Linked DNA regions of Mus musculus: regions 1 and 3 are each linked to region 2. The links are chromatin contacts, called in public HiChIP or PLAC-seq and promoter capture Hi-C maps. All regions are on one chromosome and are shown on one strand. Each heading gives the region's core, a stretch centred on a gene start, on an enhancer-like site or on the middle of the called end of the contact. The rest is flanking DNA. Distances are from core to core; before and after follow the strand shown.

Region 1 (3,180 bases), core at 243-2,742, 590 kb after region 2:
CCAGTATTCAGGGACATGGATAGACACACAGAGCTCTAACTTCAAAGGAGCATAAACTAATGGAGTGTGCTCTCTCAGGAAGCTGAGGAGCCAGCTAGAGCTGAGCTGTGCATGAAGGCCAGAAAGAGCCTAGCAAGCCTATTCTAAGGCCTTGACTCTTAAAGCCAAGATCAGAACACATCCAGCCCATCTGGCTGTTGTTCACAGAGCACCTTCCCGCAGGGGGTAGGGGGATGTAGAGGTAACTTTGAGAATCTCATCCAGTGCTTCAGTGTTTGTGAGCCTGGGATTCCTAACGTTGATGAAAATCCATTTCTCCCAATCCTGACTCATCTGACGATGCTGCTACCACTGGATTACTCCCCTGCTGTGGCTCAAGTAAAAATTAGCAGCAACCACACTTGGGATTCCCAGTAACTGAACACTTGGGATTCCCAGTAACTTGGCAGTTGGTCATCGTGAAGACAAACTCTTAGGAATTACAGGGAGAGATCTCTTGGTGCCAAGCATGGACGTGTCCTCATGCTCTTGACAGCAGTAGCAAAGGCAGGAGCCAATCTTGTCACACTGGGGAATGTGACCTGAGAGTGGTGATAATGGCTTCGGTGACTCCCAGGCTAGTCCAAAGTCACCAAGTGCGGTGACAGGCTACACTATGACCAACGGTGATGTGCCAAGTGGCTGACACTTACATAGTGGGCCTTAGCATCACCCGCAGATCTGTATATCGTGGGACGTGCAGTGGTTGTGTTCACTGTGGTAGGTTTCCATCAGTGACAGGAGATTGCCTTGGGAAAGGAGTGTCTTTTTCCATAGCTAGAATGACCACTCTGTGGGCTAACAGCAACCCTATGGGGCTTTCGGCTTCAAATTACAGGCAGGACACAGGACCAAAGCTACTATCCCTTTGTGAAGTTCAGCCCTTCCCCCATGCTCCCCAGACTTCATTTTACAAAAAGAGAAAGGCTAAGGATCTCTCTAAAAAGCATGTGTTGTGTGGTAGCTGTGAGCAGATGAGCATCACTTAATCTGGACATTTATGGCTTGGGCTCCAGGCTCAGCTGGAAAACAAAAACAAAACTAAAACTGCAAACGATGAGATCCAACAAGCCATTATCGGTCCCAGCAGAGAGAGGCTGTGGGTCTGTTGGTACAACAGGCAAACGTTCCTCCCCAAGGTATAAGAATTATGACCAGGCTCCCTGAAAGAGCTACAAAAATCAGGAGAAAAGAGAGGTGACTGGTTCTGACAGCTAACCAAAGCAGTTGTACACTAGTGCAGCCTCCCTGAGAACGCTCAACCATTCCAACTGGCTCCTGAATCCAAAACCCCGCTGCTAAAAGACTCCCAGTTAGCAGACCCAATATCTAAGCGTGGGGCCCAGCGGGAGCAAAAACTTACAAGAGGCCACATTAATCACCTCCCAGGAGATGAGTCACTGCGCATCCCAGCCAATGAGGGATCCCGGCTGTGAGCAAACACGATCTGATTGGCTAAGGGCAGAATACAGTTCTCTAGGTAAACAAACTGAAACTCTGAACTGTGAGTGCTGGACTTGAAGGAGTTCGTGCCTCAGGGAGGTGTGTTTGGAGCCTCAGTCCCGAACCAAGAACCACGTTCTTCAGCTGTTCCCAGGATGCTGGTTAAAGCACCCGGGAGACAAAGTGAGTAGGGACATACAGCTGGAGCCTTAAAATGTGTCCCCGCAGACTTAGCAAAGCTGCATCCGTGCTTTGTCTTCCTTGAACAAAGCACCCAGTCTTTCCCTCCTCAACTCACCCTCAGTATCAGGTTCTCTCCAGAAAAAGTCTGTCTGTACCTCCCACTAACGCCACATCAAAGGGTTTGTTCCTTGATACTCTGAGGGTGGGCAGCATCTGCCAAGCCCTTGCTGTTTGCAGCCTGTGTTTGCAAAGCCAAACAAAACAAAATATGCTCGGCGGGACCTGTTGCTCTCAGCCTCGCCTTGAAGGGAGGGAGAGGGAATGCCACCAACCAAACACAGAACTCTAATTTAGAAACCCAAAGGGGGAAGTGAGAAAAGTCTCTCGTGCACAGTACCTTGGATGGATTTCTTTTGAAATCTGTCTGTTGGTCAAGCATCTCTAGAGGAAGGGCATGCCTGTCTCACTTGCCTATTTGGATGTGCTCTGGACATCTCATTTTCCAAACCCACAGGCTGATGTGACGGAGGCAATTCCTCATCTGAGGTTCCCTTTTCTAGGTGACTCTAGTTTGTGTCAAGCTGAAAAAAAACTGACCAGCGCACCCAACTATGGGGGAGAGAATCTCAACGGTTTGTCTTTAAAAGGACAAATGTCAGCTATCTCAAGCCCTGGGAAAGAGGAAATCCCCCTTCTGCACAAAGCACGGGCCTCTTGGCGCTCAGTCTGGAGCTTAAGTCTGCCCTTGTTAGCAACCGTGGCCACGTGCCAGGCAACTACCCAGCGGGCCTTGCGCCGCTGAGTCACTGGAAGCACAAGGGCAAAAAAATGGCTTTTGGGATGTCTTTTGTTTACAAGTTGGAAGTTGTGTGCTTAAGAGTTGAGGCCGTATGTGTTCACTGATAAGTGGATATTAGCCCCAAACCTAGGATACCCAAGATATAAGATATAATTTGCTAAACACATGAAACTCAAGGAGAATGAAGACTGAAGTGTGGACACTATGCCCCTCCTTAGATTTGGGAACAAAACACCCATGGAAGGAGTTACAGAGACGGAGTTTGGAGCTGAGATGAAAGGATGGACCATGTAGAGACTGCCATAGCCAGGGATCCACCCCATAATCAGCATCCAAACGCTGACACCATTGCATACACTAGCAAGATTTTATTGAAAGGACGCAGATGTAGCTGTCTCTTGTGAGACTATGCCGGGGCCCAGCAAACACAGAAGTGGATGCTCACAGTCAGCTAATGGATGGATCATAGGGCTCCCAATGGAGGAGCTAGAGAAAGTAGCCAAGGAGCTAAAGGGATCTGCAACCCTATAGGTGGAACAACATTATGAACTAACCAGTACCCCGGAGCTCTTGACTCTAGCTGCATATATATCAAAAGATGGCCTAGTCGGCCATCACTGGAAAGAGAGGCCCATTGGACTTGCAAACTTTATATGCCCCAGTACAGGGGAATACCAGGGCCAAAAAGGGGGAGTGGGTGGGCAGGGGAGTGGGGG
Region 2 (3,686 bases), core at 314-2,813:
AGTATGCAGCCCCCGACTCTCCATCCTCTCTGGCCTCCTTTCGCCCCGCAGCTTCTCTCAGCCTTAACCGGTGGGTGCAATTCTGGCACTCCTGGGTGTGGACCAAACCTATGCATCTCCAAGGAATTTCCAGGTTTTGAACCTGGAACCTTGCTAAAGTACATTGCGAGTTGCTTATCAGACTTTATTAGGAGGCAAGGAAGAGGTGGACTATCAAATCGCCTCTCCTGCTGTGTGTGAGTCAAATGTCCTGACAGGAGGCAACTTGGAGAGTGGCAGAGGTGGGGGCGGGGGGAGGGGGCACTTGGACTTGAGTTCCACCTTGCAAGAATGGGGGAGGGAATGAAGGAGCAATGGTGTACTACTTTCTGGTTCTCCGGTTCCCCTTACCACTAGGATTCCCCCCTCCCCCTTCATTTCTCTTGGACCGCAGTTGAGCAAAATCTAGATGCTCTGACCACTGTAAAATCTGAGAGAATCAGCTCGGATCAAGTGTGTGTGTGTGTGGGGGGGGAATCTAATGAATAGCTAAAATAATCTACAAATAAGACCCTTGCCTCCACCCTGAGATCTTTTCCTCGAATGAATCTAGCGGTTGTGCAAGAGAGCGTCGCTACTTTCGGGGAGTCAGGAAGGGGTGCCTTGCTTGCCCTTTCTTCTGGGCAAATTGTTTTTGTACAAAGCGGCGAGTGCTGGGCAAATGCTCAGCTCCAGGGTCGGCTCCTACCTTGAAAGAAAGGGGTGGAGAAGTTAGGGAGTGTGTAGAACGTGGGGCTTTGGCTCATACCTCTCCTTTTCTTTCACGCACACTCTGCGCACACGCAAACCACCCCTTCCTCGGTTGCTTAGCACTCCCACCCTCACCGTACCTCAGCAACTTAACCTCCCTAGACAGCTTGAACTAACTGTGCCTTGTGAGCTGCCCCCAGGACTGAGGAGTTCGAGGGCAGGCAAGCAACTGTTCATGCGCAGATTCCTGTTGTTGTGAGGGCCTGGGGGGGCTGGGGGGGGGCTTAATAGGGGGTGGAGAGAGATCCAAAGACAGAAGGGTCTGAGGTTTGGAGACAGAGTTTAAGGTTGAGGTTCAAGCTTTCCTGAGCCAAGGGGCAAGAAAGGCCTTCATCTGCCTAGTTAGAAAGAAAGAAAGAAAGAAAGAAAGAAAGAAAGAAAGAAAGGAAGGAAGCCTTAAAAGAAAAAGTTCAAGAATAAGACAGATCGAAGATATTTACGTGTAAAATATAATGATAAATCAAACGTTTTTTGTTGGCTCCTTCTCCCCATCTCTAAAAGGGAAGGTCAAAAGAGGGGATAATGAAGAGTAGGCTATTTTGAGAGGGCTTATTTGTTGTTTGTTCGTTCGTTTGTTTTCCTTTGAAGTGGACTAGGAGAAATGACTAGGTCTTCCCATTGGTCTCGAGAGCAAACTCCAAAATGCCAGGGAGCGGGCCTGCAAGTCACTGCGGGCGGGGCTAGGGGGCTTGGCGCGGAAGGGGTTAAGGCGCTGAGCGCGGAGCCATCTGGCCGGGTTGGCTGGTTATAACCGCTCAGATTATGTTCACGGGACTCAGAGTTGAAGGCTCCTCTCCTTACCCAGCAGCTCCGCGCACCGCCCCGCGAGATAGCCCGGCGCAACTTTCTTCCCTCTTTCTTTCTTCCCCTCGTTTTTTCCCACCGCTGGGTAGTGGCTGCGGCAGGGGTGGGCGAGACTGAATGACCGAACTCGAGTCCACCTTTCTCTTCATGTCGACGTCCCTGGAAATAGTCACACGGATGCCATGGTTACTTCTGCCACGGTAAGGGGACGTGGCGGGCACGTTGGGTGGGCAGGTCCCGGAGGGGGTGGGGGAATCGCGTGGGGGAGATTTTCTTGGGGATCCGCGTGGGGGGCCCCAATTCTGCACCCAGCCCCACCCCCATCGCGCAACACGCTAACTTTTCGGTTCTTGTGCCTTCCCCAAAGTTTGAGCTCGAATCTGCCCAGGCCTAGGCGCAATTACCACCACCCTCCTTCCACATGCATGCACACTTGTGCGCGCGTGGATATGGCTCTCCTCCTCCTCCTCCTCCTCCTCCTCCTCCTCTTTTCTCTAGTCCCCTGGCTGCTCAAGAAACCGCCCTCAGTCTGGGAAAGTGATCAGGTTTAACAAACCTGCATTGGGAAGGGAAGGAGGTGGAGGCGAGGGAAAATGGGGACCACGAAAAGGCAAGAAAGGGATTCTGGACATCACCATCCTACTCCACCTCATGCATACACACCTCCGACCCTCCTATCTGGTTCCCCCAGAAGACTCCCGCGCATCCTATAATAAAAGCGGGTAGCAGACAAAAATGGGGCTTGGAAGAGACCAGGATCCCGGCTTGTGCCCTGCACCCCGCTGGCCACCGGGCAACGTTCATCAGCTCCAACACACAGCCCGGCAGGGCGTGGGCTGGGGGAGGGGCTGCAAAGCTCAGGACCCGCACCGTCACTTCTCAGGTTGGGGGGAGTTGGGACTTAAGCCCAACAGTGCGTATCTGCGTTGTTGTCCCACATAAAGCTTTTTCTCTGAGAGGGTCCCTAGCTCTGGGCTACTCTGGCCAGCGCCAACCCAATGGCTTCCCACCCTGGGTCTTCGCGCAGATGTTGGAGCTAGCGCTCAGCCTGTGGGTCTGGGACCCGGCCATGGAACGGTGGGTACCGGGGTGGGGCCATCGGTAGGGATTTGGTGCCAGTTTCTCGGAGTCCTTTTTAGGGTTCCCACCCCCGCCCCAAGAGGTAGTATGGGAAGGGTCCAGAACATCAGAGACCCTCAGAGTTAGGTCGGAGTTAAAAGAACACATAGCAAACTGGACTGTTTCCTGCTGCCACCAAGGCGCTCTGCACAGTGGTGGATACTTCTAATGAAATTTGGCACTCTTGAAGGTGTGGAATGGGAGGGCTGGGGAGGACTTTTTTCCTTGTCGCTTTCGGGAGTGAGTGGGTGTGCATCCAAGAGGCGCTACTGCTTTGCGCAATTTTGGCGTTCTTCCGCGGCGTTCAGATGCACCTTCCTGGGACTCCAGCACCGAATGGTGTGGACACAGTTGATTAGAGAGGTCGCAGGCGGGAACTGGAATCGAGGCTCCCGTATTCCAGGTCTGGGAAGCACCCACCGGATTGACCCCGACCTCTGGCGGCCGGCGGGTAGCAGGTTGAGAGTCTGAGTGGCGGCTGCTCTAGGACGCGGTCCCAGCCAGAGCAGGCGGCTTGCTAGCTAGTGAGCTGGAGCCCCTGAGCCGGGACTTGTTTATGAGTGTGAAGAGGTTGGGGGCGGGGACCTGCTGGGGGAGGGGAAGGGAGACTGTAAGGGTGGGTGTTACTCGCAGAGTCTGAGGCTGGAAGTTCTGTGGGTTTAAGGAGTGTGTTGACAAACCTGCTTTTCAGTAAAGTGATGTCTTTCCACTACAAACCAGCGGCCGAGGAAATATGTAAGGACACTTCCCTAAACGTTAGTTGTACCGGGGAGCTTTACAGTCGGTTCTGTTTTCTAAATAGCCCGAACTCTGCCAGTTTAGCCCGTCTCCCCTGATCCTGGCGTGTCGCTCAAAGAAATTTGAGAGATGGAATCTAGAAGATATAAACCCAACTAACTGTGACTCAGAATCAAGCAGACCCGAGTGTAGCGTTAGGGGATAGTGGAGAGAGAAAAAGAGAGCTGCAGGCAGCT
Region 3 (3,308 bases), core at 756-3,255, 670 kb after region 2:
GCACTACACTCAACAAGAATAACGTGGTAAAACTAAGAAAATTTAGAAGAAGCGAAAGAAGCTCTTAGAGATTCGGCTTCTGCTCAGACTCTCCCTCTGGCTCCCACATGACTCCTCGGCAGACTTTTAGGTCCCATTGCCGCTCCTACCTTCCCATAGGTCCCAAACTGGTCACACCCCCTAACGGAGCTCCATTTTTCATTTTACCTAACCGCACCTCCTCAAATGCATTCGGATTTTCTGTCCAGTGCCCCAAGGTTTTACACCAGGGAGTGGAGATACAAACAAGGGTCCCTAACCGCACAGCACTTGCAGGCTGCCCTCTTGTCCCGTGCCCACACACAGTCAAGGGGTTCACCTGACACTCCCGGGGTTCACCTTCACTCTCAGAGGACAAGGTCCTCACCAGCTCTCTCCAGAAGACCACGGGAGCCCCAGCTCTGCCAGGCTTCCCTGATTGTAACACTTACTTTGTGAGAGCTCTCAAGAGACCCCTAAGTTGACCACACACACCCTCCAAGTCTCCTGCCTGCGTCCTTCTTCCAACTCCTAAGCTGCTTCAGGGAAGACAGAATGTGTTGCTTTCGACTCCTGTTCCCCAGTGAAGAACCTTTCTAAACTAAACTGTGGGAAAAAAAAAAAAAAGGTTTTTAACTGGGTCTATTAATGAATCAGTCTACTTACTGATAAATAGTGAAGCCAGTCTACTGATAAACAGTAAAACAAGAGCTGTGCTATGCTAACAGAGCTGGGTTTGCTATGTGAAAAAGTTTCTTGTTTTTATTTTTTGTTTTTGGGGACCGGGTCTCCTGTGGCGTTGGCCTCCAACGTACTTTAACCCAGGAAAAAAAATTTTAACTCACATTCTTTTTGCTTTCTGATATTTTCTGATGTTTCTGTAATAAGTACGGTTTGCTTTTGCAATGAAGAATGCTAAGGAAACTTCCTGCAGGGGTGAGGAAGAGAAAACTGTAAAGGATATTGAGAAGGGCCTCTTCACCCTGTTGAAAAAATCAAGAAAGAATTTAGAGAGTCACAGAGCAGGACGTGGTGGCCTGAACCGCTCTGGCAGGAGGACTGGAGTTGAAGATAGCCTGAGCTACATAAGCAAATTCCGGGTCAGTAGGTCTACAAACGGCTAAATCCTACTTCAAAAGAAATGAAATCGCTGGGCGTATTGGCACATCCCAGCAGAGGCAGACAGATCTTTATGAGTTCAAGGCCAGCCTGGTTTACACAGGGCGTTCCAAGCCAGATAGGACAGCATAGTAAGACTCTGTCTCAAAATAATAATAGATTTAAATAAAAAAAATAATAAAGCACAATAGAATTTTCACAAGGAGGCAGGGCGGCCAGCATACACCCCTGCAGGCATGGAGGCGCAGCAGAGTAGGGGTGTGGCATCAGGTGTGGCAGGGAATGAACGGAGTAAATACAGGATGAAGAAGGGTTTCAACTCAAGTCTCTGAACGTAGAAAGTTTCTGAGCAAAGTAGAACTGCTCAGATTAGCACCTAGAACATTCTAGCGGCCACCGTGCTCAACTAAGTGCGTTCAGTCCAGAAAGGTTTACAAGGAGGTGTCAGAGAGAACGCAAGCCAGGCAAATAGGGGCTCGCAGACTTGCCTCGGGAATCTGAAAAGGTTCTTAAGATTACATGGCCCTTGGGGGTCTTCCAACGTGAGCTCTTATGCAGAGCCCAGGATGAACTAGGATGAACGGGAAAGGCGAGGCCGGCACTTAACTCCCCGTAAAAGAAGTCGGGTACGGAGGTCCGGAAAGACCCCGAGACGGTGGGAAGAAGGAAGATGGAGGGAAAGAGGATCTTAGAAACCAGACGGCAAAAGTTAGGTGCAGAGAGAGCTCTGCACTGAGGGTGAAACCGAAGTCCCAGAACCTGGGTCTGGGGAGGGGATTAGAGCATGGGCGGGGCAGGTGGGCCGGGGGGCGGGGTCGGCATCCCTCCGCACATGCGCATAGCAGCTGGCCGAGCGCCGTAAGGAGTGGCACTTTTTAAAAGTGGAGCCTCAGGCCAGCCCCTAGCCGCAGCGTGTCTCAGTCGGTTGTCGAGTCCCTTCTGTCCCAGTCGTTCGTGCCTCTTGTCCCACGCAACTCCAGCTTGTACCATGCCGGTCAAAGGAGGTAGCAAGTGCATCAAATACCTGCTCTTCGGATTTAACTTCATCTTCTGGGTGAGTGAGAGGCGACTGTCGGCGCGCTCCTCTCCGAGGCCACCTGTTCTCAGGCCCGAGACGGCGTCCGGGGCGGAGAGTGTCCCGGCGGCCGAGAGCGCCGGGAGCCGCTGGTACTGCGCGCGCCAGGCGGACTCCGGGCGAGTAGAGAAAGGCGCAGCGGCTGCCAGCTGGCCAGGCGGGACTGGCAGGTGGGCGGGAGGAGCAAGTGGGTGGGAGAGCCGAGGGTCCTGGTGGCTCCGGCTGTGCACTTCGCTCCCGGGTCCTTCTACCGCCGAGTATTTGAGATGGGCTCTGTGCCTGCTCCCACCCGGAGCACCCCCGAGTGTGAGAGAGGAGTGAGGGAGGAGCGGAGCAACCTTTTCGAGTAACTCGATGCCCTCCCCGGCCCGCAAGGCTCCTTGCCAGCAGGGCAGTCGAGCGTCTCCCACTTCGGTGGTCCCACAAGTGACAAGGGGTGCTACGGAGGGAGAGGAAGTGGGTGTGGGGAGTCTTCCCTGCACCTGGAGGTCGGACATTCCTTGTTTAGGACCTGAACTCTCAACTGAAAACGTCCATGCCTCTCTCTAAGCTACCTGAAAGACTAGATTGTCTTGATTCTTTTTCAAGAGCGATAACTATCTTGGCTGTAGAGAACTCTGGGAGAGTTAAGAGAAAAGAAGGCGGGGAAGGTGCCTATTGGCGCCTCTAGATGGGATAAATCCGGTGTTTCTGCATTTCCCAGGTAATCAGGTACTGCGGGCTTGAAGCCTCGCTCTAAAAATGTCCAGGTGGGGCCAAGGGGAATGGCCGTTCACCTGCAGAGGGTCCAGAGGCAGGTGCTAGTAGACTCTACAGATGGGCCTCTGGGTAGGGCAACAAGAGAGTGTCCACTCTCCCAAAACTCAGGGACAGAAGCAAGGAAATACACGGAAGACCCTTTTGTCCTGATTCTGAGAGGGCACACTCCCAAACACAAATGGACGGAATTTGCTCCCAGGCAATCAGGAAAGAGCTTAACTAGGCAACTCCTGTGCCACCAGAGACTTTGAACAACAACAACTAAAAAGTCCACTATTCCCTTTGGAGCTGGCCACCGGGATGCTCACCATCTTCCAGCAACTGTAAGGTTTAATAC

The links. Promoter capture Hi-C pulls out the DNA fragments that hold promoters and counts their contacts. HiChIP or PLAC-seq counts read pairs in DNA pulled down with a chosen protein or histone mark.
Region 1: a contact with region 2 is called in a promoter capture Hi-C map of embryonic stem cells, with 2.4 times the contacts expected there. The contact joins the enhancer-like site here to the promoter of Ntf3 in region 2. A contact is called at or near these places in 2 of 39 promoter capture datasets (embryonic stem cells and hippocampal neurons), 1 of 484 Hi-C or Micro-C datasets (uterus) and 2 of 115 datasets of contacts at active chromatin or transcription factors (craniofacial prominence and embryonic stem cells).
Region 3: a contact with region 2 is called in an H3K4me3 HiChIP or PLAC-seq map of craniofacial prominence, with 4 times the contacts expected there. The contact joins the promoter of Cd9 here to the promoter of Ntf3 in region 2. A contact is called at or near these places in 4 of 39 promoter capture datasets (embryonic stem cells, hippocampal neurons, liver and 1 more), 1 of 484 Hi-C or Micro-C datasets (embryonic fibroblasts) and 3 of 115 datasets of contacts at active chromatin or transcription factors (cardiomyocytes, craniofacial prominence and embryonic stem cells).

The regions. Positions count from the first base shown.
Region 1 is chr6:125,571,698-125,574,877 of GRCm38.p6, reverse strand. All of the region lies in intron 6 of Vwf (Von Willebrand factor), which reads right to left. Among named protein-coding and RNA genes, the nearest start is that of Vwf, 20 kb to the right of the region's middle. Within about 2 kb of position 1,492, at least 343 of the 459 cell types and tissues checked have an H3K27ac peak or open chromatin away from gene starts, as enhancers often do. A contact at or near this core is called in craniofacial prominence, embryonic stem cells and uterus, where this site is marked.
Region 2 is chr6:126,162,837-126,166,522 of GRCm38.p6, reverse strand. It overlaps Ntf3 (neurotrophin 3), which reads left to right and starts at 1,563. Exons shown (of 2, transcript NM_001164035.1): 1 at 1,563-1,793. The coding sequence starts at 1,776.
Region 3 is chr6:125,493,457-125,496,764 of GRCm38.p6, reverse strand. It overlaps Cd9 (CD9 antigen), which reads left to right and starts at 2,005. Exons shown (of 8, transcript NM_007657.4): 1 at 2,005-2,191. The coding sequence starts at 2,126. It overlaps Gm26728 (a long non-coding RNA gene), which reads right to left. Exons shown (of 6, transcript XR_869432.2): 1 at 3,280-3,308; 2 at 864-1,001.